Linked DNA regions of Mus musculus: all the other regions are linked to region 2. Evidence: chromatin contacts called from public ChIA-PET, Hi-C, HiChIP or PLAC-seq, capture Hi-C and promoter capture Hi-C data. All regions are on one chromosome and are shown on one strand. Each heading gives the region's core, a stretch centred on a gene start, on an enhancer-like site or on the middle of the called end of the contact. The rest is flanking DNA. Distances are from core to core; before and after follow the strand shown. Region 1 holds the start of Hddc3 (HD domain containing 3). Region 2 holds the start of Zfp592 (zinc finger protein 592). Region 3 holds the start of Man2a2 (mannosidase 2, alpha 2). Region 4 holds the start of Ngrn (neugrin, neurite outgrowth associated). Region 5 holds the start of Prc1 (protein regulator of cytokinesis 1). Region 6 holds the start of Fes (feline sarcoma oncogene). Region 7 holds the start of Rccd1 (RCC1 domain containing 1).

What was found. Hi-C and Micro-C count contacts between places; a contact is called where the count stands out from the background. ChIA-PET counts read pairs in DNA pulled down with a chosen protein or histone mark. HiChIP or PLAC-seq counts read pairs in DNA pulled down with a chosen protein or histone mark. Capture Hi-C pulls out chosen DNA fragments and counts their contacts.
Region 1: a contact with region 2 is called in a promoter capture Hi-C map of liver, with 3 times the contacts expected there. The contact joins the promoter of Hddc3 here to the promoter of Zfp592 in region 2. A contact is called at or near these places in 2 of 39 promoter capture datasets (the C10 cell line and liver), 1 of 484 Hi-C or Micro-C datasets (B cells) and 2 of 9 other capture datasets (liver and pancreatic islet).
Region 3: a contact with region 2 is called in an H3K27ac HiChIP or PLAC-seq map of cardiomyocytes, with 4 times the contacts expected there. The contact joins the promoter of Man2a2 here to the promoter of Zfp592 in region 2. A contact is called at or near these places in 2 of 39 promoter capture datasets (hippocampal neurons and pre-B cells), 1 of 484 Hi-C or Micro-C datasets (CD8 T cells), 2 of 115 datasets of contacts at active chromatin or transcription factors (cardiomyocytes and microglia) and 1 of 9 other capture datasets (macrophages).
Region 4: a contact with region 2 is called in an RNA polymerase II ChIA-PET map of memory CD8 T cells, with 17 read pairs. The contact joins the promoter of Ngrn here to the promoter of Zfp592 in region 2. A contact is called at or near these places in 1 of 39 promoter capture datasets (liver), 1 of 115 datasets of contacts at active chromatin or transcription factors (memory CD8 T cells) and 1 of 9 other capture datasets (liver).
Region 5: a capture Hi-C map of macrophages shows a contact between it and region 2, with 3 times the contacts expected there. The contact joins the promoter of Prc1 here to the promoter of Zfp592 in region 2. A contact is called at or near these places in 1 of 39 promoter capture datasets (pre-B cells), 1 of 115 datasets of contacts at active chromatin or transcription factors (cardiomyocytes) and 3 of 9 other capture datasets (adipose tissue, macrophages and pancreatic islet).
Region 6: a Hi-C map of LSK cells shows a contact between it and region 2, with 2.9 times the contacts expected there. The contact joins the promoter of Fes here to the promoter of Zfp592 in region 2. A contact is called at or near these places in 4 of 39 promoter capture datasets (frontonasal cranial neural crest, hippocampal neurons, liver and 1 more), 3 of 484 Hi-C or Micro-C datasets (CD8 T cells, the HL-1 cell line and LSK cells) and 4 of 115 datasets of contacts at active chromatin or transcription factors (cardiomyocytes, embryonic stem cells, large pre-B cells and 1 more).
Region 7: a contact with region 2 is called in an RNA polymerase II ChIA-PET map of memory CD8 T cells, with 19 read pairs. The contact joins the promoter of Rccd1 here to the promoter of Zfp592 in region 2. A contact is called at or near these places in 2 of 39 promoter capture datasets (the C10 cell line and liver) and 1 of 115 datasets of contacts at active chromatin or transcription factors (memory CD8 T cells).

Annotation. Positions count from the first base shown.
Region 1 is chr7:80,341,030-80,344,450 of GRCm38.p6, forward strand. It overlaps Hddc3 (HD domain containing 3), which reads left to right and starts at 2,108. Exons shown (of 4, transcript NM_026812.2): 1 at 2,108-2,220; 2 at 2,510-2,565; 3 at 2,687-2,927. The coding sequence starts at 2,109.
Region 2 is chr7:80,992,063-80,995,203 of GRCm38.p6, forward strand. Zfp592 (zinc finger protein 592) reads left to right here and starts at 1,622. Exons shown (of 10, transcript NM_178707.4): 1 at 1,622-1,700.
Region 3 is chr7:80,369,855-80,373,237 of GRCm38.p6, forward strand. Man2a2 (mannosidase 2, alpha 2) reads right to left here and starts at 1,521. Exons shown (of 24, transcript NM_172903.4): 1 at 1,248-1,521; 2 at 878-1,075.
Region 4 is chr7:80,259,560-80,262,928 of GRCm38.p6, forward strand. It overlaps Ngrn (neugrin, neurite outgrowth associated), which reads left to right and starts at 1,656. Exons shown (of 3, transcript NM_031375.4): 1 at 1,656-1,864; 2 at 2,262-2,372. The coding sequence starts at 1,701. Ttll13 (tubulin tyrosine ligase-like family, member 13) reads left to right here. Exons shown (of 15, transcript NM_177765.3): 14 at 1-134; 15 at 770-1,262. The coding sequence ends at 966.
Region 5 is chr7:80,292,758-80,296,172 of GRCm38.p6, forward strand. Prc1 (protein regulator of cytokinesis 1) reads left to right here and starts at 1,719. Exons shown (of 15, transcript NM_001374624.1): 1 at 1,719-1,834. The coding sequence starts at 1,824. It also overlaps a transcript of Rccd1 not described here.
Region 6 is chr7:80,386,550-80,389,946 of GRCm38.p6, forward strand. It overlaps Fes (feline sarcoma oncogene), which reads right to left and starts at 1,397. Exons shown (of 19, transcript NM_010194.2): 1 at 1,288-1,397; 2 at 573-794; 3 at 262-435. The coding sequence starts at 785. It overlaps Furin (furin (paired basic amino acid cleaving enzyme)), which reads right to left. Exons shown (of 16, transcript NM_011046.3): 16 at 2,645-3,397.
Region 7 is chr7:80,322,990-80,326,506 of GRCm38.p6, forward strand. It overlaps Rccd1 (RCC1 domain containing 1), which reads right to left and starts at 1,465. Exons shown (of 9, transcript NM_173445.4): 1 at 761-1,465. Unc45a (unc-45 myosin chaperone A) reads right to left here. Exons shown (of 20, transcript NM_133952.2): 18 at 3,320-3,437; 19 at 3,024-3,179; 20 at 2,303-2,888. The coding sequence ends at 2,631.

The DNA.
Region 1 (3,421 bases), core at 858-3,357, 650 kb before region 2:
GCAACAGTAGGCTTCCTCGGGAGTGTCAGAGAGGCGCGGACAGAAAAAACCAGGGTAGTGGCCGCCTTCTGCATCCCGTGTAGTCTGGCACAAATGGGGGTGGTGAGCCAGGGCTGGAGAGAAGCAAGACGTCTATAGAGAAGGGAGGTTACCCACATCCCCTTCACCCTGCTCAAAGTGCAAAATGGGGTCCAAGTCCCAAAGAGAAGAGAAGAGGAGGCTCTCTCCACCCCTCACCATCAGATCTCCCGTACCCCAAGTCACCCTCAGAGGATAGGGAAAGTATTATACCTGAGAGGTCGGTTGGCTGGGCAAGATTCATCCAACTGAAAAGCAGTCCCCCACACAGGCCTGTCAGCAGGAGCCCTGGACCTCTCCCCTGGAGGCCCATAAGAAGTCGCCTCCACCTCAGTCGTAGTCCTAGGAATCCAACAGGGGTTCTAAGCCCTGGCTACAGACAAGAAGGAAGCTGAAATTAAAGTCCCAAGATTTGCAGGGGTGAAAACTCCTCTATTATAAGCTTGTGGAGAGATGAGAGTGATTGGGTCCTATCATCTGCTGGGAAATGTGAGGCCTTTGGCTCTAAACTGCCTATGATTTCCTAAGCAGAAGGGAGGAAAGGAATGCCAGGAGAGAAAAAGTTGAGCCATTGTCAAAAAGGAAGAAAGAAAGAAAGAAAGGAAAGAAGAAAGAAAGAAATGAAATGAGCGTGTGAAGCCAACTGTGTTTCTATCTACCCATTCCTCAATTTCTAGGCTGCACGGACACCTTGGGGGATATGGATTATTCCATTTTAGACCCCAGAGACCTCTGTTCAGCCTGTGGGGCATCCCTCTGTAACTGCAGCGCCATGGCAACCACCAAGCCTGTCAGAGAGTCCAGTCATTAGGCTTTCCCCTGAGCCTTATCTCCCCAGCTGCCAGCCCAGACACAAAAGCTACCTGCCTGGTGGAATACACTTAGCAGCTGGCTGTCTCCACTTCTCAGAACCCTTTGGGGAGATGCCAAGGTCTTGCTTATCCCTCATACTTCAGAGCTGCCAACGCCAAGACGGGATTTCTCCAGAAGATCCAAAGCTCGATGGCCGGTAAAGAGAGAAGGATTGTTCCAGTGCCTACCCAAGCTAGGCAACACTATGCTCCTGAAACCGCGGGGACAAGACTCACTACCTCAAGGGCCCAGAGCAGAGGTCTGGGGACTGAAGCAGGCTCCCTCATGATTCAAGAGATGAATGCAAACGGTTTCTGTAGAAACAGTGTTGTGTCCCAGGAGCCCACATCTGAAGCAATTAAGCAAGATCCAACTCTCCAGGTCAAATCCTAGCATCTCTAGGGCCAAGATGTTAGGTTCAGATGCCCAAGATAACAGAGACTGACCCTGTGAGGAGAGCGATGTTTGGAGCACGTTGAAAACGGTCTGGGTGTTGTGCCAGGCTGTAGATGGCCTTTTTCTCGTGGAAGACGCTGTCTCTGCCTCCCAGGCTAGATAAAATGGGCTTTCCCCCCACGATCCCACGGCCACCCGTGCCTTCCAGCTCTGTACCCAGCACTCTGTGAAACTATCACTTTTGGTTTTGTCTCCCTTTTCTGCAAAGACTGTTAGTTCTACTACGTCCTGGGGCATGGTGGGGAGAACGCTGCACCAGCCGCTGTGATTGTTGAAAACTTCTATATCCAGGATCTCGGTCTTTAAAGAACCTCCGTTGAGAATGGGATGATGGTTCAGTGGGTAAAGTGCTTGCTGCACAAGAATAAGGACTTGCATTCTTTCAGATTATTGCAATAGCCAGGTAAAAAAGCTGGGGATGGCAACCTACGCCTGTTGTACTGTGGAGGCAGAGACAGGAGACTCCTTGAAACTCGTTCGGTAGCTAGTCTTGCTAAATACCTGGGCTACAGGTTCAAGGAGAGTCTTTGTCTCCAAAAACTAAGGTGGAGACTTATAGCCTCTATAATCCACACGCACGCGCACACACGTTGGGGGAGGGGGGATGAATGAATTACAGCTTGTTAGAAATAGTTCCGTTCTCCGAGCCTCCGAAGCGCCAGGCGGCGCTATAGGTGATTTGTTCGGACTCCGAAGCTTCAGTCCCTCGCGCCACCAGCGCAATGGGCTCGGAGGCAGCTCAGCTGCTGGAGGCTGCTGACTTCGCCGCTCACAAACACCGACAGCAGCGACGAAAAGATCCTGAAGGGACTCCCTACATTAATCACCCCATCGGTGGGCGCGCCAGTTGGGAAGCAGCCCTCGCGGCCCGTGGCGGGTGGGGACTAACTGGGACGGGAACACAAAGCGCATATAAATTACTGAGCGCCTTCTTCGAGTCCCAAGCGTTGTATCAACCACTTTTCATGCGTTATGCGTGTAAGCCTCACCTGGGGTAGAAGGCAGGAGTGCTCCCTTGGTACAGTCGATATCCCAAGAGGGTAAGGGACTTTCCAAGGTCATCCAGCTGGTGAGGTGCTACATCTGGCTCCTTCTAGACTGACTTCTGCTTTGCCCCTGCCAGGTGTAGCCCGGATCCTAACCCATGAGGCTGGAATCACTGATATTGTGGTGTTACAGGTAAGGCTACCCTTCTCTGCCAGGAGGCTGGTGCGGGAAACCAGAGTACTGTTGAACAATGGGTGCTATTTATTTGGCTAGTAGGTTAGTGTCACTGGGCTGAATGGTAACCTATCCCCAGGCCGCCCTGCTCCATGACACAGTAGAAGACACAGATACTACCCTGGATGAGGTAGAGCTGCACTTTGGAGCACAGGTTCGACGCTTGGTGGAGGAGGTAACAGATGACAAGACTCTGCCCAAACTGGAAAGAAAGCGGCAACAGGTGGAGCAGGCACCACACAGCAGCCCAGGGGCCAAACTGGTGAAGCTGGCAGACAAGCTATACAATCTGAGGGACCTGAATCGCTGCACCCCTACAGGTATGCTCTCCTACTGGCTCTGAGGAGAGAGGGGGAGGGGATGGCCAGCTTCTGAAAATACAGGTTGGTTAGATTCCCAGAAATAAGTCGGGGGGTAGAGTGGGGAGGGGTGGTCGTAACACCTCCGACTAAACCTCTGTCTTAGTCAGGGTTTCTATTCCTGCACAAACATCATGACCAAGAAGCAAGTTGGATCTCATGGAGGCATTTCCTCAACAGAAGCTCCTTTCTCCGTGATAACTCCAGCTGTGTCAAGTTGACACAAAATTAGCCAGTACAATTGACCCCTTGTCAACTTGACACACAAAAACATCACTAGTAAGCCTCAACCCTTACAATCTTATTCATCCCCAAGATCTAAATAACTTTAAAAGTCCCACAGCCTTTACATATTCTTAAAATTTCAATCTCTTTAAAATATCCATCTCTTTTAAAATCCAAAGTCTTTTTACAATTAAAAGTCTCTTAACTGTGGGCTCCACTAAAACAGTTTC
Region 2 (3,141 bases), core at 372-2,871:
TCCCTAACTTACAATAAATAAAAAGTCCTGCCAGGCATAGTGGTGCATACCTTCTATCCCAGCGCCACAAAGCAGAGGTAGTGGGTCTCTGGAGTTGGAAGGTAATTTGGTCTACAGAGCAAGTCCTAGGACAGCCAGAGCTACACATAGAGAAAACCTGCCTCAAATAAACAAGATCCTTTCTTTCTTGGCTTTTAAGGCGGTCTTTCAATGTGTAACCCCAGCTGCTCTTGAACTCAAAATCATCTTGCCTCATTCTCCCAAGAGCTGGGATTACACACATGCACTACCGCACGGGACAAATATTTCTATCTTTATTCATCTTTCGAATCTTGTTGGACAACACGCCTTTTCCTTGGACTTCCTCTTCCCCATTTCCCATCTTTCTGGGATATAAACTATAAATGACTCTGTCTTTGGCTCCTTGAGCTCTCGCTCTCTCTCAAACTGGAACAAATGAAACAAACCTTTCTTTTTACTCCTTCTTAAGATGGAGGCTAGTTTTCCCTTCCTCTCCCTGCCAAACTTCTGGAAAGAATAATTTCTCGTAACTGCCTTCACTCCTTCATCACTACCGCACTCCTCATGCAGGTGTTGGGTTCTGTCGGGTCCTGGCACACAGCAGACTCAGCTGAATGTCAGCTCTGGCCCTTTTGCCAAGTGTGGGCTTTTTCCTGGTTTCTTCGGGAGGAATTTGCTCATGCTTAGCAATCCTGCCTGGCACCAGAACTGGCCTGCCAGTTCCCACCGTCCGACCCTGCTGCCTTACTATCGCGTCCCCAAGGGACTCCAGGTTCTTGGAAAGTCCTGCGGGTCAACTTGGTAATTTTTTTGTCGGCCGCCTCTCCGAGTTCTTGCCCTGGAGTCACAGCCTCCCTGGTGAGCCTGCGAATTGCCAGTCCACCCTGAGAGGTTATCAGCTCCCTCCACCCCAACCCCTCCACCTCCATTCCACTCTCCGAGCGTCCCTTGGCTCCCCCAGAGGTAACACGTCTGAGCGCCCCGCGCCCGCAAGCATGTCCTTCCATCCTGCGACGAGTAGCCATTTAAGGCGCACCTGAGTGCCCAGGCCCACTGCCCTCCTGCTTCCTTTCACTTAGCAGTGCTGCCTAGGCCCGACTCGCCCAGCTCTCCGCGAAGACGACTTCTTCCGAGCTCTTGAGGCGCTCGGCGTCCGGTCGGCCCATAGCCGCGAAGGTACAACGCGTCCCTCCGGCAGGCGGCCTGGGCCGCACCGAGGCCTCAGAGGCGCGTCCGAGCTTCCCGGGCCCAGGTGGCCGGGAGAGGCCGCGCCAAGGGCGGCGGGAGCCAGCCCAGGTCGGAGTCCCGGTCCTGCCTGCGCCGTCCTCGCCCCGCCCCTCCCCGGAGTCAGCGTAGCCAGGGTCGCACCAGCCTGAGGCGGGAGGGAGGCGGAAGGCGCGGGGCCGGGCCAGGCCAGGCCGGGCCGGGCCGGGCCGGGGCAGCTCTATAGCCGCACCGCCCTGGCCGGTGCCCAGGCCCGAGTCGCCTTCCGCCCGCCCTTCCCACCCGCGGCCTCAGCCAGGTCCCGCCGCCAGCCCGGCTCCCGCCCCCGCTCCGCCCCCGGAGCCGCAGCCCCGCCCGCCACCGCCGTCGCCATGTTGTGGCTCCCGCAGCCGGCGCTGGGGACGCGCGCGGCCGAGCCCGGGGCCTGTCGCTGCCGCCGCCGCCGCCGCCGCCAGGTAAGCGCCCCCCGCCGCCTGGACGGGGCGAGGCCACCATCCGGGCCGCTCCAGCTCGGGCAGGGGAGTCTGAGAGGAGCGGGCTCTGCCCGCGCCGCGGCCCGGCCCTGCAGCCTGGTGGACCCTGCCCGCCGCCCCAGGCGGCAGCCACTTCCCCCGATCGCCGCCAGGCGGGCCCTGGCCACCACCCTACCCCGCCCCCGGCCCGGACCCCTTCCGCCGCCGCCGCCCGCCGATCGGGGCGGCCCGGGCACTCCGCTGTCGTCCCGCGCGCGACAGGCGGCCGCCCGCCGAGCCCCCGGCCCAGGCAGGGATAACGGTGCACTTCACCAGGCTGGGACGCCCTGTCAGCTCCACGGTCCCCGCCGCGCGAGGACCTGGCGCCGTCACTGGGCAGACACTTAGAACATCGGCCCTCCTCGGCGCCCCTCAGTCTCCCCCTCAGCCTCGCCCAAGTTCTGACCCCGGGGGTTCCTTCTCCCGGGGCAGACAAGTCTTCCTCCTCCAGAGTTGGGGTGCTTAGGGGGGGGTGACCAGGCCTGTTGATCAGGCTTGAACTGATTTCTCTGCGGGGTCTCTTCCTGCCAACCGAGGGGCTAGTGGGGAAAGGCTCCGTGTGACCCGGGGAGGGGGAGGACAGGAGAGCGTCTGCTGGACAGATGGCCTCCTGGCCTTGAAGCAGCTTTTGTGAGGGGGAGGGGTCCGTATGACCTTAGGTATGCCTGCTCTTGAGAACCTAAGATTATTGGAGGTGGTCAGGTATTTTTTTTTTTTTTTAACTATTTTTACGAGCAGACCAGAGGTGACATTAAAAGTCCAGGGTTGAAACAACCTACAGGCCCACCCAGGGAGCATGCTTTGTAGCCAGGACAAGCCTAGATAGTTTCTGCTTTAGGAGAGTGGGATTCGGGTGGGTAAAATGGGTTTGGACCAGGGTTTGCCCGTGGCCTGTGCTCGTGTAGGAGCTAGAGTGTGATTGTGTCAGGTGTACACCGGCTGAGCACACAATGTGCTTGGCCTGATGGGTGCTGAGTGGGACTTCAGAAGTCTATTTGCTAAACTGACAGGTACATTACAGTGGGAAAGAGAAAGGAGCCTGGTGCTTTTTTTTTTTTTTTTTTTTTTTTGGACCATTTCTACAGCTCCACTGAAGATGGCTTTGGTTCATTACCCCTCCCCCCATCTCCACTTTTAACCAGGTTGGCCACCAAGCTCCGGTCTTAAACCTCCCCCGTAGTTGGGACTTCAGGCAACCATGCCTAACTGAAAACATTTTTTTTTCTGAGTATTTGTAGTATGCGCCATGACAGAACTAGGTTTTGGAGATACTGTGTCAACCAGAAAGATACCTCCACTTTAGTGTGGGAGATCTTGACCTAGAGACAAAGTCCAGAAATAAGAAAATATTTGTCAACAAATACATGTTTTCCATGTGGCGAGC
Region 3 (3,383 bases), core at 271-2,770, 620 kb before region 2:
TGGGTAAAAAAGCAAGTAAGCTTTCAAGTACCAAATCTTGGTTATGACTCCCAACACACAAGTAGCACATATATTTGGGGCTGGTCCTGTAGGAGAGGAGTTCTGATTCCCCTCAGCCCAAGCTATAGAAACCAGGATGTGGAGTGTGGGGGTGCAGTAGGTAAAGAGGCACTTGCAGGCAAGCCTGACAACCAAAGCGATTCATTTGATTCATATGGTGGAAGGTGAAAACCAACTACCACAAATTGTCCTCTGATTGCCGCATGTTTTCTGTGACGTACATGCACATAAATAAATGTAACACATTACAAACAAACAAACAGGGATAACAGAGCCCCAACTCTGACCCACACTTCATTACACAACCACTGATTGCAAACAGCTTGCTCAGGACTCTGAGAAGGCTCTCCCAAGCCACGTGTTTCCTCCCTTCAGATGTATACATAAATACAAGAGGTTTTATTTTGTTTGATTTAGGGGTACAATCACCAGCTGGAGAGACAGACAACCCCCCCACACACACACACTCACACCCTGCCTCCCCTGTGACCTCCTGGGGCTGACTGGAACTCAGCAGAAACAGTGCCTGGCCCAGATCCTATCTCAGAGAATACAGAATGGATTTCTTTTAAGAGAAAAAGAAATGCCCATGTTTCTAACGCAACCCAGTTCTAGGATTGTCCCCATCAGTACTGATTCCTGCTGTGCAAAACTTCCAGTCCTGGCTTCCAGAGTGCTTTAAAGGGACTCTTAGGAAGCTAGCGGCGAGACTGATAAAGTCCCCAGGGTAGCGGAAGCCAGGCACAGCGGCTCCGAAACGGGGCAACTCGAGACGACCCACAGTGCCTGCCGCCACCGCCCGCGAGTCCCCACTTGCCTGCCGGAGGAGGGAGGACGCTAGCTGCTGAACGCGCGTGGGCGGGACCGCTCTCTGGAGTCTGCTCTTCGGGCCCTGGTGCTGAAAAGCTCAGTCACCTCAGCCTGCGTCCTACTTAATGCGATCTGATTCCGCTCAGGAGCCTCCGGGCAATATTTTTAGTCCCTGGAGATTGGGTCCGGGCCAAAGAGGGCGGAGCTAGGGAGCAGGAGCTGGGTCACCGTGGGGCAATTACCTGCCGAGATGTAACCCCCCTCCTCCGGCCCGCCCAGCCCCCCTCCGGCCCTCGGGGCTCAACCGGCACCCGGGGGCCGCAACGCTCGCGGCCTGCAGGCTGGAGTCCTCGCCCACGCCCCGCCTGGCCCGTTACCGTACGCGGCCGGCCTCCGCGCCGCTCGGGACCCGGCCGGCCGAGCCGCCACTGCTCGCATCCCGGGGGACCGCGGCCCGCGCGCGGGCAGTTGCGCAGGCTAAGAGGGACGCCTGGCCACCCACCGCCCCTGCTCGGCCCCGCAGCCGCGCTCCCGCGGGGGCCAGGGCCGCTGCGCGCTCCCTGCGCTCGCCCCGCGCCTGTGCTCCCGCGCTCCCGCCTCCACGGGGCCGAGCGGTGCGCCCGGCAGGAGGAGGGGCGCGGGGGACCGCGCGCAGCGTCCCCTAGTGCCGGGTCCCGCCGCTGCCTCGCCCCCCGCCGGGTTCCGCAGCGCCCCCTGGCACCCGACTCGGTCGCCTCCCGCTGGGTCGGTGCCGGGGTCCGCTATGGCTGCGGGGCGGCTGTGCGCAGCCGTTGACCCGGCAGGGCGGGAGTGGCGGAACCCCAGCAAGGTCGCGCCACTGTTTCTTGTTGTGTTTTTGTTTTTTTTGTTTTTGTTTTTGTTTTTTCTCTTGGTCTTCCAAGAGTAAGATTTAGGCAGGAGCAGAAAGGGCAAAACCGTGCGGTGCTTCGTGGCCTCCCTGCCTGGCTCAATAGTGATGTTTCTTAGTCAAAGGAATAGTGCCTCCCTCTAGGTTTTGTGAGTTCCGGGTGGCTCTGGGTTTCCTGACACTAAGGGCGAAATGCATATCATCCGGTTAAAGGTTTATTGAGCATCCATGTTTCCAATTTACAGCGTAAGATACCATACTGCAATGAACATCTCCACAAATTCCACACTTTTCTTCCTTTTAAGATTAATATTTGGATGGATGTAGGAGCCCGTGCTTAGTCCCAGCACCTGGAAGGCAGAGGCAGGGAGATCTCTGAATTCGAGGCCAGTCTGTTTTACATTTTGAGTTCCGGGACAGCCATAGCTACTTGGGGGGGGGGGGGGGGGAGATTGCTTGCTAGATCGTAGTGGCACACACCTATAAATCCTCCTGTCTCAGATTGACACAAATTCGAAGCTATCTTGGACTACACATTTGCAATCCTGTTTCAAAAGAAAAAAAGATTGCTAAAATTACTGCCTGAAACTGAGCTGGCCCACTAAAAGTCCAGCTCTTGGGAAGTTGAGGCTAGAGGATCCCAGCAAACGGACACTAGCCTGGACTACGTAGCAAAACAAATATTACTCTCTGTTGTAGACTACCCCTAACCCCAGGTTCACATCTTGAAGTTCTGTCCCCAGATTTGACCATATCGGGAGGTGGGGCTTTGATAAGATTAAGATTAGCTCATGAAGGCAGAGCCCTTAGAAAGCAGATTATCCTGTCCTTATAAAAACATCCCAGAACCCAGGTCCTCAGCAGTCAAGAAACAGAGATAAGGCAGATCTTGGTGAGTCCCAGGCCAGCCTGGGCAGCATGGTGAGACCCTGTCTCAAAATAAAAATAATAGCAACCCAGAAGCCAGTGAGGTGGCTCAGTGGGTAAAGATGCCACCAAGCCTGATGACCTGAGTGTGATCTTCAGAGTCCACGTGGTGGAAGGAAAGACTCCTCTGATCTCCTACATATGTGCCACAGTGACTGCAAACACACACACACCACACACACACACAGAGAGAGAGAGAGAGAGAGAGAGAGAGAGAGAGAGAGAGAGAGAGAGAGAGAGAGAAGGAATCAAGCAGTTTGTAACTACAGTGGCCTCCAAGAAGGAAGAGAGCCTACATGCTACGGAAACAGGAAAAAGGGGTGGGGGAGCTGGACAGGTGGCTCAGTGGTTAGAGCACTGGCTGTTCTTCCAGAGGTCCCCAGTTCAATTTCCAGCAACCACACGGTGGCTCACAACCATCTGTAATGGAATCCAAGACCCTTTTCTAGTGTGCATGAAGACAGCTAAAGTGTATTCATATAAATAAATAAAAACTTAATTTTTTTAAAAAAGGGGGATATAAAAAGGCAGTAAGGTGTAGTCTTTTACAAAATGGGGATGAGGGGTGGGTCTTTCTCCAGTCTGCTGGCCTCCTCTGGCCTGGGAGAGAATCATAGTACACTTGTGGTCCAGCCTCACCATACAGCAATAGCAAGTACTCTGTCATAGCTGATTTCAATAGTGCTATCCCCCTGCAATCCAGCTTCTTGTGGATCCA
Region 4 (3,369 bases), core at 406-2,905, 730 kb before region 2:
GCATTCCCGGTACCATCTTCAGCCCAAGAACTTCAACTGGATAGGAGATTCAGCAGCCACGGGCCCCTGTTCATTGTCAATGAAGAAATCTGGGAGGCACTATATTTCCAGCTCTAGAGTCAGGCTCACTAGCCGTAAGTATTCAAAAATAGCCTTGGTCACTTTTGACTGGTGTAAATTCCTAGTAGCAAATGTTACAGCTGGGCTGCTCCTAGGATACAAAGTGGCATTCCTGGTAGTATAGGCATGGGGGGAAGGCAGTGGACCCGTTTATTTACTTGCTTCTATCTAGTGACCCTGGTGATAGAGATGACAGACCAATTCCAGCCCTCAACCAAGGTTAACAGGGAAATGGACATGTAAACAGGCTAATTAAGATCCAGTGTGGTAGAGATGCTAGAGGGAAGCATGGGATGCCAGTCTTGTGTGTTACTGGAGCACAGATGGGAAAGAGGTGAGAACATCTCTTTTGTGGGTACTACAACTTAGTGGGGGTCCATGTCTCTACTGCAGAAGGCCAAGCCAGCAGAAGGCTAGAAGCCATAAACAGAGCCCTGTCAGGATCAGTGCCACCCACTCTAACCCCAAGGCAGGGCTATCTTCTGCAGCCCAAAAGACAGGAAAATGGCTCATGGACTGAATGCTGCACCTTGCCCTCCATGGTAAACTCTGAACACAGAGGAAGCAAGGCTGGGGATCTTCCCCTATGCCCTGCCTCTGCACCAGTACTGCAGCATTCCAGCCCACTCCTCAACATCATCCAACACAGGTAAAAGAAGGAAAGCCCAGCACTCAACCAAAACAGCAAATGGTCTTCAATCTTTGCTAATTGAAAGACTGCCAACAAGTTCCAGATTGAAAAGCTCTGGCCAGGACCTTTGTTTGCAAAAGGCAAAAAACACGGAGACACCAAGAGTTCTTCAACATTCTAAGATTCTTTGGGGATCGGTAAAGACTAAAAGATGAAGAGCTAAGGCCAGCTTGTATGCATCGCTGCTCACCAAGCCTTAGGCTGAGTTTATCCCTAAGCGATGGGTCTGAACCCTGGGTATGGCTTGGGGCTGGAGGTCACTGGGCAACAAGGAATTCCTTTCCCGGAGGAGTCAAAAGCGACTACGGTGTAGTCGCCATCAGAAGATTGCTGAGGGTACGCCCTTCCTGCCACAGTGGCAGAATCAGGCAGGCCTGGGCAGCCTGTGCCAGAGGGGCGGCTCTGGGCAACTGAACCCGTCTTTTTATTAAAGTTTATGTCGTTTTCCAGGCGCGTGCTGTACCTCCTTTCGATCCTCCCGTCTGAGGCAAGCTCTTCTCATAGTTACAGCAGGGACGCCCAGCCCAGCCTGGTGACTAAGGCCTGTAGTTCCAATTACTTAGGAAGTTGAGACAAGATGATGAATTTAAGGCTAGGACAATTTAGACCGTTTCAAACATTTTTTCCTTTTTAATGGCTAGGGAGATAGCTCAGTGGCAGTAGCTTGCCTAGCATGTACAAGGCCCTAGCTTGGCTCCCCAGCACCACAAAACCAAAATCAGCAGGAAAGGGTGGGTAACTGGACAATACAAGGACAGCCCCCGCCCACCCAGGAAACGAAAAGCGTAGGATACCGTCTAACTTCCGGTTATTCCTTTCTGCTTCCGGGTTCGCCCTCCCACTTCCGGTGCTTTCCGGTCGCGAGCTGTAGATACCACCTCGCGTCGCAATGGCGCTCTCTCTGAGCCTCTTTTTGGGCGGTCGTGTCCGCACCTCTCTCGCTCGCTGTGGGTTCGCGTCCCAGGTCATGGCGGGCCCGGGTTCTGTCAGCTGCGAGCCGGACCCCGATTCCGACTGGGAGCCGGAGGAGCGGGAGCTCCAGGAGGTGGAGAGGTACCTGCTTCGTGGCGAGCCCTCAGCCTGGAGTTAGGCTTCGCGCCCCGGCGTTCCATGCGCCCCCCCCCAGCTCCGGGCGTCCGGCAGCCGCGTCTGCACAGGCTCTAGTTTCTTCTCATCCGTTGTCTAGGGCACAGGGGCAAGTGATCAGCTCCCTTGACACCCTAGGTCCCGTTGCTTAGTGACGTGTTTCATCACCCGTTAGAGAGTTCGGCATGCTTACGTTCAGGTGCTGTAGGTGTTAGGTTTCTGGGGGCAGTGCACCCAGAGTGCTTTAACCTGGCAGACATGCGGTCAGACGAGAGGGCTGAGCTCTCCAAGATTTAGTTGGATGCTTTTTGAAACACTAGTCTTGCTTCCAAGCTCGGCTTTTGCCATTGGTTCTTTCCCCCAGCGCTTTGAAACGTCAGAAAAAAGCAATGCGATTCCAGAAAATACGAAGGCAAATGGAGGCTCCAGGTGCACCACCCAGAACACTGACGTGGGAAGCCATGGAGCAGATCCGGTGAGACGTTGCTTACAAAATGGGATTTACCTTTTGGGGGATTTTAAGTATTTAGTATTATTGCCTTTAAAATAGAAAGCGTCATAATAAGGAACTTCCTAAACCTGTCCAGAATTTTGTTTGTTTTGCGATGCTGGGATCAGCACAGGGACTTGCTTATGGTCCACTGAGGTCATCACCTCCTAAGGACATACCTAGCTTGGTAGGTACATTATGGACAGTTGATTGAAGTTTGGAAAGCTCTTCTTTTGAGGCAACCTCATGTAGCCAGCTGACCTCCAGGACACTGTAGACAAGGATAGCTTTGAACTCTTGTCTTCCTGCCTCTGCCATCTGAGTTTTGTAATTGAGATTAAAAGTATGTACCAACGCTCCTGGATTTTTATTTTATTTATGTATTTGTTTATTTATTGACAAGACCGCTCTGTAGACCAGGTTAGCCTGGAATTCTTGGGGCAATTCTGACTCTGCCTCCCAAGTTCAGGGATTACACTGTGTATGAGTCACTACTCTTACTTGAAAGGCGTCTGAAACGAATTTTCTTTAAGGGGGCTGGAAAGATGGCTCAGTGGCTCAGTGGCTAAGAGCACTGACTGCTATTCAAAAGGTCCTGAGTTAGCTGGACATGGTGGCGCATGCCTTTAGTCCCAGCACTTGGGAGGCAGAGGCAGGCAGATTTCTGAGTTCGAGGCCAGCCTGGTCTACAGAGTGAGTTCCAGGACAGCCAGGGCTACACAGAGAAACCCTGTCTCAAAAAAAAAAAAAAAGTCCTGAGTTCAATTCCCAGCAACCACATGATGACTTACAACCATCTGTAATGGGATCTGATGCCCTCTTCTGGTATGTCTGAAGACAGATACAGTGCACTCATAAAATAAATAAAAATTTGTTTTTTGTTTTTTTAAGATTTCTTATTTATTTATTATATGTAAGTACACTGTAGCTGTCTTCAGATGCACCAGAAGAGGGCATCAGATCTCATTACAGATGGTTGTGA
Region 5 (3,415 bases), core at 469-2,968, 700 kb before region 2:
GAGTTTCATGCCATCCTGGTGTACAGAATGACACCTTGTCTCAGAAAAAACAGGTGTGTCAGGGTGTGATAGCGCTTGGCTTGCTAGGGTGTGATAACCCTAGCACTCAACAAATAAACAGGCAAATAAACAAATATCTTTATAGTTGTAATTTTACTACTGTTATGAATCAAATATCTGTTATGTAGGATGTCTGCTATTCTACTCCTGTGATAGGGCTATTTGACACCCCCCCCCCCCCAAAGGGCTCAAGACCCACATTTTGAGAATCACAGCTTTGGATTCTACTTCCTAGACCCATGCAGTGGGAGGAGAAAACTGAATCTTTTAAGTTGCCCTCTATTCTCCACACATGACCACCCCATATACACACACAAATTTAATAAATGTATTTATCATAAAAAAGAGAAGCAAATAATGAGACTCTTATAGATGGTACAGTTGACCAATACAGAAAAGCAGACAATTTTAGTTATAATTCAGTATAAACTAGATTTTGTTTTATTTTGGGCCTATAGATGGAAGCTAGTGGTTTAAAAGCGCATTGCTAATCACCAGTGCTGTGGGTAACAAGGATACTCCAGGTAAAGTTTGGTGCAGAAGATAGGTTAATAAGTACCTCTTCGCAAAGGAGAATTCAATAATTACACTTCTACAAATCATTTTGGAGGAGGTAGCAAAAAAGAAATTCATCTCAGCTTTATTACAAATTTTAGTCTGAGTAGCAAAGGAGATACTCCCATAGCAGTGTATTAGGTAATAGTAAATCATTGAAAATGGGATACAGATGCTATGGGTCAGTGGGAAGAAAAGGACACACAAATACTTTGGTTGTTTTTTGTTTTTGTTTTTTGTTTGTTTGTTTGTTTGTTTTGGTTTTTCGAGACAGGGTTTCTCTGTGTAGCCCTGGCTGTCCTGGAACTCACTTTGCGGACCAGGCTGGCCTCGAACTCAGAAATCCGCCTGCCTCTGCCTCCCAAGTGCTGGTATTAAAGGCGTGCGCCACCACGCCCGGCTACACAAATACTTTGATGTCATGTTCAAATTGTGGAGTTTTCCTGATTTACCTAAATCTTATAATGTGCAAGAAAAACAAAGCCCAAATCACCATTTGCTCACAGCTAAATTGGGCAAGTCAGTTTTTTCCTGTAGCCCAAACTATTTCCCTGTCCTGTCTCTGCCGCCTACGTTCTGGAAAAGCTACTCAAATCTTTTTCTTCAGGATAGTGATGATCATTATTAACAGGTGTGTTCTAATGATTAAATGCGATAAACTTGTCCACTAAGGTACCAGGACCAAGAGCCTGGTTTTTTTTTCCTTCTAAGCTTTCCTGCTAGTCCCTGCTCCTCTTGGGACATTGGAGAGTAGCAAGAAGTCGAGCTGTTCTGGCAGTCTACCCAATACTTCTCAGGAAGCACAAAAATTTGAAACCCAACGGCAGCAACTCAGTGGGTACCGGTGACATCATCGGCCACACCCCTACACCCCACCCTTGAGGCGGGCATAGGTGCACGCATGCGCATATTGAGGCCCGCACGCTCCCCGTGCAAGCGCTTCCCACGCCCTAGGCGGTCTCTGTATCCCAGGCCTAGGCAGCAGCCCTTCGCAGGAGGGGCGGGACGAGGGCGGGGCTCCGTGAGTGGCGGACGCGGTAACCAATTGTCATTTGGCACCGCCTCTGGCTCGGTTTGAATTCCGCGGGGTCCAACGGCTCGAGAGTGGAGACGGACTCCGGGTGAAGTCTGCTGCGGCTGGTTACCGTTCTCCGTCCCGCGCGTGGCAAGTGGAGGGTCTCGATTCTGGACAGCTTGGAGCGTCCACCATGAGGAGAAGGTGCGGGTCTCTTAGGGGCGGGACCCATTACTGAGGTGCGGGTCTGGTACCAGGTTCGACAAGCTGGGTTCGCCGGTCTTCAGGCACCGATGTCTGTGGCTGGGGCGCTCGAAGCCGGCTCCGGAGGGCATCTGTGCCCGAGGCCACTAGCGGGGCGAGCAGCGGGGACAGCGCGGGGTTGACACGCTTCCTCGAGGCCGGGGTGGGTTTGTCTCAGGCCTGGCGTAGCTGGCGGCCGAGCTCAGGTGCCGCCGCAAGTCGCGGCTACTCGGCCTCTTCTCTGTGTAAACGCTGAGCATGTAATGGTGTGGGCTTCTCATCTCTTGAGTATAGTCTGTAATCGCATTGCTCGGGAGGCTAGAACAAAATCGATTCGAGTTTAGCCTAGGAGATGTAGTTTAAGACTAACCTGGGCTACGGAGTGAGACAGTACAAAAAGCCCTGAAGTTTTTTTAACCTTAAAGTTTTAAATGTATCGTTTTTTCTTCGTGTCTTACAGTTCCGCGTTTTTACTTGAGTTAGGAAGACGGCTTGAGCCGGCCAGTGGTGGCACACGCCTTTAATCCCACCACTTGGGAGGCGGAGGCAGGCGGATTTCTGAGTTCGAGGATAGCCAGGGCTACAGAGTGAGTTCCAGGACAGCCAGGGTTACACAGAGAAACCCTGTCACAAAAAAAAAAAAAAAAAAAAAAAAAAAAAAAAAAAAAAGAAAGAAAGAAAGAAAGGCTTTATTTCCTTGCAAGTTAACAAATTCGAATTCTTTTCCGGTCGTTTTAAGATTCCCAGGCGGGGTTAGAGAGATGGTTTAGCGGCTAAAAGCACTGATTGCTCTCCCAGAGGAGGTGGGTTCAATTTCCCAGCACTCACAAGGCAGCTCACAACTGTCTTTAACTCCAGTTCCAGGTGATTTTTGACACCCTCACATACAGACATACATCTAGGAAAAACACCGACGCACCTATGAAAATAAATAAAAAGAATCCTCTATTAAAAAGAAAATTCCCGGGCACTGCTTGGGAGTGCCCGATTGGAAATCCAATCAGAACTGACTCTTTGAGTAAAAGGCTGAATGCCGTTTTCGAATTTATAAAATAATTTTCTGCAACGAGTTGGGTGACAAGGCTTTGTAATTTCTAAGAATCTTGGTTTTGTGATTATAGATTTTGATCATTTTTTTTACCCCCAGATACTTGGCCTCAAGAGTCTGGGAATAGAATGAAAACAACTGACAAGTAGTATTGTGAAAAGAAATTGAGTACAAGGCTAAGGATTTCAGATATTCCCATCTGAATGACGTTATTCATTAAGCCCTTCTGGGGTTAATGGTGCATTATGAAGACTAGTAAAATCCTAACTTACACTGAATAGAAATTTGTATTCAGAGTATATTTGGATATGATTACCCTCACCTGTAATCTACAGATCTCAGGAGTTCAAGACAGGGAGTTCCAGACATCTGCAATATAAAGAGATCCTATTTCAAAATAGGAAAGCCAGACAGCTGGGTGAGGGGCACATCTATCCCCCCCACTGTCTTGGGAGGTAGAGGTGGGAGGTTCAAGGCCAGAGCAGCTTATAAGA
Region 6 (3,397 bases), core at 147-2,646, 610 kb before region 2:
ACCAGGGCAGGATTCGGCCTCTGGGGCCCTGGCGGGGTCCACTCTAAGCACACTTGCCCCCCCCCCCCAAGTCCCTCACAGTGGCTCAACAGGCCCTGTAGCAAGTTAGCCAAAGTTGTGAGAGGAAAGGAGGAAGCTGCAGCGGCAAGGCCACACAGGCCATCCTGGAGCTGGGCCTGCGGTCAGTGACTTCTGCTTCCCTAAGCACTCTTGTGTAAAACTGCACCTTATTGCGACAGCGTCCTCTGGGTGCCCGCCTACCTTGGTGAGCTCCTGCTGCAGCTGCTGCCACTGCTCGTTGTACGTCTTTCTCAGGTGCTGCCGCTCCCGGATCAGCACGCTCAGTTTGCTCAAGGGCCCCGAGTTCAGATCTTCTGCATGCTGCCGCAGCACCCGGCTCAAGTTCTCGGTCTGGCTTGTTATCTCTGCCCAGGACTACAGCACATTGTGGGATAGGGAAATGGGAAGAACAGGGCAATGGCCCGCAAGCCTGGGTTTGCATCCTTTCCAACCCCACCTCTAAGCGGGGAGGTGATGAGGGCAAGTGAATGGGAGAGCTCACGGAAGCTCACCTGGCTGACAGGGCTGTCGGGGCCGCTGCTCCAGCTCTGGCCTCCGCTGTCCTGCAAGGACATGTGGTGAAGCAATCCTGCATATTCCCGGTCACTCTTGACCCTCTGGGCCATCCACTTCCTCATGCCCTCCAATAAGCGCAGCTCAGCTTCCTGCATCTGCTGCACTGCCCCGTGGCCCTGGGGGCTGCACAGCTCTGAAGAGAAGCCCATAATGGTGTCCTGGGGACAGAAACCGGGTCATTCAGTGGAGACAAAAGAAGCGGCTGGTGATGGAAGATGAGGCTACGGTCGAAGAGGGCTGCGGGCGGGACATGGGTGGGGTTCTGCTTAGAAAAAAAAAAAAAATACCAAGAGGTGCAGAGAGCAGCCTGGACTGGGGCTGGCCCTTCTGCTTCCGATGTACTAGACTAGATTTCAGAGCCAGTGGTCCTGTTTCCAGGAACCAGACTGGAGGTCCCTAACAGGACCCTTCCCCCACACCATTCCTGGGTGTTACCGACTCCTGCCCTGCCCAGGGCCTTCAACAGTGCTGGACTGCGGCCTCCGGGAGCCACCGAAAAAAAACCCTATCACTGGGCTTTCCTGCTCTTCCCAAGATCCTAGCCCCACCCCCATCAGGTTTCAGGTTCCCAGAACACCCGCCTGGCCCCTTTCCGGTGCCCAGCCCTGCCCGTGTTCCACATAAACTCCTGGATCTCGAAGGTGGAGTTACCTTTCTCGGGCAGCTGCTCCTGGGGTAGGTGGCGGTGGACCGACTAAGGCCCAGAATCTGCCGGGCCAGTTCCTGATTCCTGCTTCCTCCTCCGTGGTTTCAGTTGCCCTAGGCCGCGGGGCGGGTCCACTATAGGGAAGAGAGAGCACAGCCCACCCCCCCATCCTGCTCCCCACTCTGCGTGCCCTGGGCCACAGCCTACAGCGACAGCTCAGCCACGGAAACGGAAGGGAGGAGGAGGCCGGCAAAGAATGGCCATGCGAAGAGTGGCCTGTGAACCAGGCACTCTCCAGGGTCCCGCGAACGCGGGGGAAGGAACCCAAAATGCAGTGGGGATGGACTCAAGGTGAGGCCTCAGGCAGGGTGTTGGGACCCCCGGGGCACCCAGGGTGTGTGGACTAATGTGAATCCTGACAGCGTGCTAGGGTGCCAGGGGGACATAGAGGAAGGAAGCCTAATCCTGTCCCTCCTCTGGATTCCCTAAGGAGACCTCAGGCGCCAGCCACTATTTGCATATAAAATCTCCAAGTCAAAATCCTAAGCAGAGGCCTGCTTCTCGGGCCCGGGTTCCGGTAGCACCCTTTCTCTCAGGCAGGGCGTTGAGTCTCAGTGGCAGCCTGGGCCAGCGTGGGGTATAGAACTGAGGAGAAATTATTTCCCCATGAGGGACTCAGGTTCCCCCAGCCATTCAATCCTGGTTTGCTGGGGTTTTTTTTGTTTGTTTGTTTTGTTTTTTCTTTTATTTTGAGAAAGGGTCTCTCTGTGTAGTCCTAGAACTTGCTATGTAGATCAGGCTGGCCTCAGATGAAGAGATGCCCTGCCTCTGCCTCCCAAATGCTGAGATTAAAGGTGAGCTCGGCTAGCTGTGATAAACACCAGAACTGAAAGCAGCCTGGAGAGAGAGATTGTCTGATTTAAGGATTAGAGTCCACCACCAAGGGAAGTCAGGGCTGGAGCTGAAACAGGAACCACGGAGGACACTGCTCGCTGGCCACTTGCTTTCACAGGCACCCCAGGATCTTTGTATGGGAAGGTAGACACCCCCAGTACACCGGGCCTTTCCACATCAGCCAGTATCAAAATGCTCCACCGACTTGCCCACAGGCCAATCCAATGGAGGCAACTTCTCAACTGAAGCTTCTCTTCCCAGGTGACACTAGCTTATGTCATGATAAAACCAAGGAGCACACAGATCTGGGTTCACTCAGGATCCCCTCAGACCTCAGCAGTGGAAGCCCTAGACCTCTTAGAGGCATTTAAGCCTTCTGACTTAAGCCAAACTGGCCCCTAGTTCCCACCCTTCCCCAGTCAAACAGCTAAGGGTCCCGAGAAGAGCTATAGACACTGGAGACCGGGCTTGGTTTGCATAGTCTGCACGTTTAATCACTTTAAAACCTCTAACATTATCTCGTGTCCATTAAATAGAACCAACAATGCCAGGCCTGTTTAAATTACAAGGAAAAAAAAAATCACTGTGCACCAACCCAGCATCTTACAAAACCAGCCTGGATGGCCGTGAGGGGTGGGCAGGAGAGCAAGGGGCACCCCTGGACAGGTAGGCTGGGTACTGAGAAGGGCTAAGGAAAAGAAAATGGGGGGGGGGGAGCCCAAGTGGGAGGGGACTGATTGTCCTAATGGGAAGGGTGCAAAAGGCACATCAGAAGAGGGGGTTTGGGGGGCATCATAGGCCAATGCTTTCTCCACCAGGGCACAGTGTTAGAAAGGGCTTGGTGGTGCCACCTGCCCACCCCTGGCACTTGGAGAGCCAGCGACCCATAAGCCCTTGGCACAACCCCATTTGAAACAGATGATGTCAGCCTACCCCTCCCACCACAACCCCCTTTCTTAGAGCCCACCGGGCTGGCCTGCCTCTTCAGGACATGGGGCTTAGTTATTCCCTATACCCCAGGGCTGGGCAGCCATGGGAAGGGCAGGGTGGGTGTGGGCATGAGAAGGTCAAGGGTCCAGCTGCTACCCCCATTAAAAATACAAAAAAAAAAAAAAAAAAGAATCAGCATCTAAAGTGAATAATCACAAAGTGAAAATATATCCTCAAACAGCTCCTGAGATCCCCACAGGGGAAAGCAGCATCGGGTGGGAGGCGGGAGGA
Region 7 (3,517 bases), core at 215-2,714, 670 kb before region 2:
CCTTATATTGGCTCAGGTGACTCTCTTACCTTGGGGCCCATCCCAGGGGCAGCTTACACTATAAAAGCTTATACACAGGTGCAGAAAGTGCTGCAGGGTGGTTGTTTCGGGTCCAAGGGTAACTATACAAAGTCGTTCTACTGACTTCTATCGTGATTGGTTTCAAGGGCACAGAACATAACTATATAATCAATCTTAGCATTAGAAAGTTCCTTAGGAACAGCACAAACATGAGAAAGTTTCTTTATAATGGCAGGCTGTCCAGGTAACGGTTACCTAGGCCTTAACCTTCCATCTAGGCCTTAACAGTGGTCTCTTTCTTTGCAACCCAGAACTTATTTCTATTACCACAAGGGAACTGTGAGGCATGTACGTGGGAGATCAGATACAACACTAGGATCTGAGGCCCACAGCTCCAGTCTCTTAGCCTTGAGAACTTTAACCCCGAGTCTCCATTCAAATTGACTCCATTTTTCTCTAGACTCCCAATCACACAGCAAGTGTGGAGCTGAGCCGTGTCCTATGGATTTATAAGCCTCGTCCCAACAAGAAGAATAAACACCTGGGACCTAGGTGGGCGTGCCTGTGCACCTGGATCCTATTGCACAACTTCAGTTTTACAAGGCGAGTGGGGACAGCACTGCTTGTATCTACCTAGCAGAACTGTTTGCAATAAATACAAATCAAAATTTAAGTGTAAACAGTCCTAGCTTAGTTTACACAGTAGAATTTAACGACGAAAATGACCATTGGCTCTTACCGGGTTTCAGAGGCATTTGGACAATTTCCACTGGACCTTACTCGGTCGTTTATTCAAGAAGTCTTTGCTGCGCCTTTCCTTTGACTTAATGTGATGACTATGGGTCCCAGGGAGCTCAGGCTGAAATTGGGAGACAGTCGCGCGGTTCAAAATGCAACGCCACTTCACTCGAATGGATCAGAATTTTACAGACACTCTCGAGCCTCTTAAGTCAGATCTGAGACTACAGCTCCTGGATCCCCAACCAAAGGAATCTTTCATCTTCCCATTAGCCTGTACCCTCAACTCATCAGGAAAGCCCTTTAAGCAGGAAACCTTGAAAGTGAGCAGCGCATAGTAATGTATGGCTCGGGGAACAGATGGCCGGCGGAGTAAAGCACTTTTTAAGGGCCTCCGCGCCAAGCAACGCGGTCATTCGGTGCGCCAGCTTTTCGGAGCCAATCGCAGGCACGAGCGGTGACGTCACCACTGGGGCGCGCCTGACCGGCACACATGCGCCGGGTTACCTGCCACCAGGCAGTAGGCTGAAGTCTCCTGTGCGCGCCAACAGCAGTGGACGCGGTTGGAACCACTGAATGAATGGATACTCTTGACGATCCGAGGGAAACGGCGGGCGAAGACCAAGCCCTGACACCCTCCATTCCCTTTGAACAAGGAAGGAGGTCGTTCACTACTGAACAAGCGCAGGACTGAGGGCCAAACAGGAAGCTGTAGTACTAGTGCCTTCACTGATTGGCCCAGGCTCTGTCACTTACTTGTACTGAGCCAATGAGTGCCAAGCCTGGACTCCAGCCTCTAAGAAACCGGTGTTCCTAGCCATATAGGGAATCTATTTGAGTCCTGTTTCTCCTTCAACCTGGCAGAGTTACAGAAAAATGTATTTTCCCCGAGGGAAGCGCACACTGACCCCAAATTCCAAACACAGACTGGGTAGAGATCACAGAAAACTCACAATATCATGACAAATGTATCCAAGGACCAGCATAAAAAAACGACACTGAAAAAAAAAAAAAAAAAAAAAGCTGGGCAGTGGTGGCGCACGCCTTTAATCCCAGCATTCGGGAGGCACAGGCAGGCGGATTTCTGAGTTCGAGGCCAGCCTGGTCTACAAAGTGAGCTCCAGGACAGCCAGGGCTATACAGAGAAACCCTGTCTCGAAAAAAAACCAAAAAAAAAAAAAAAAAGAAAGAAAGAAAAAGAAAAAACCAACCAAACAAACAAACAAAAAAAAAAAAAAAAAAAAAGACACTGAAATTTGATCAGCTTCCTAAGCTTTAGGCTAACTCACCAGGATTTAGAAAGAAACCAGCGTGGGTGTTGGCACTTGTAATTCCTACAACTCTTAACGGTTGAGAAAGGATTATCAGTTTGAAGCCAGCCTGTCCTACCCATATTAAGGCCTTGTCTACAAAGGTTCTCCATGGGCCCACTGGCTTCCTTCTGTTACAGCAACAGCGCTCTACAGCACACTTTGCTGATGTCCAGCTGTTGCTCCTGAGTGTCCCACCCTCAGCAGCCCCGCCTACAACAACAAACAGATGCTTTAGTTCCACAGAATTTATTAGCGGGGTGAGCCTGCTGGCAGGCTCTGATGATGCTCCCAGCATGTGAGGATGCTGTTGTGTCCTTCCTTCTTGATGCCCATAATCCTCAGGCTTGAATGGGATGTACGTCCCCCAGCCTCAGCTCTCTACAGTACAGACAGGGCCCTCCTGAGTGCTGGCAGGGCAGGGCTGTATGCTGTGTGTCCTGAGAACACCAAAGTGCAACTGTGGCAGCTGTGGAGGCGAGGCAAGTATCGAGCATCCCAGTGCTGACTCAGAGCTGTGAAGGGTGACAGATGCGTGAGCTGTGGGCCCCGGGCCGATCGTCACTCTCCGTCCTGGTTGGGTTGGATGAGTCTATATTCCACTGCTTTCTCCAGGCAGGCTGCGGCAGCCCTGGTGACTGGGCTCTCCTCGCCCTTGGCCAACACTGACAGGATCTCCAGGACCTCACTCTCCATCAGGGTGCCGGCGATCTCCTTCGAAGACTGCATCATGTTCAGCACCACCACGGTGCCCCGGTGCTGCAGCTCCTGGTTGGGGCTGAGGAGCAGGGCCTGCAAGATCTCCAGCCAGTGTGTGGTCTGTAGGAAACGGGCGGATGTGAAGACTGGCAGAAACCACATCTACGCTCTAGGAACTCCCCGACACAACAGCCATACCACCATGTAGGGAACTGCTAGCTCCTTCAGCCTCCCCCGCCCAGACCAGGTACTCACCACTTGAGGGATACGACTGCAGAGTGCGGGCCGCATGGAGGTGAGCATGGCCAGGCCCCCAGCAGCCGCCCTCCGCAGCAGCTCATCATCCTCGCCGCTGTACAGCACCAGCAGCTTCAGCCGGTCATTGCCCTGGGCCTCGAAGAGATCTTGCACCTGGGACAGATGGAGGCAAGGACCATGCTACCGGGGTTCAAAGCCTAGCCGAAGGGCAGGGCTGCTGGTACCTGTCATGGCAACCACCGGACCAACCCCGGCACCTGTCAGTCATGGCGACCGGCCAGACCAACGCTCACCTCTTTGCTCATGGCTAAGTTACACATGCACTCGGTAGCTGCGCGGCGGATCATCTCATGCTCCTCAAACATGTAGCCCTCAATCATGGGCACAGCCTTCTCCTTCAGGATCTTCTGCCTGCGGGGTGAAGGTGGAAGGACACGTATGACCAGAGTCTCCATATCCATAGGTGCCGCCCTATCCCGGGTGGCTGAGCC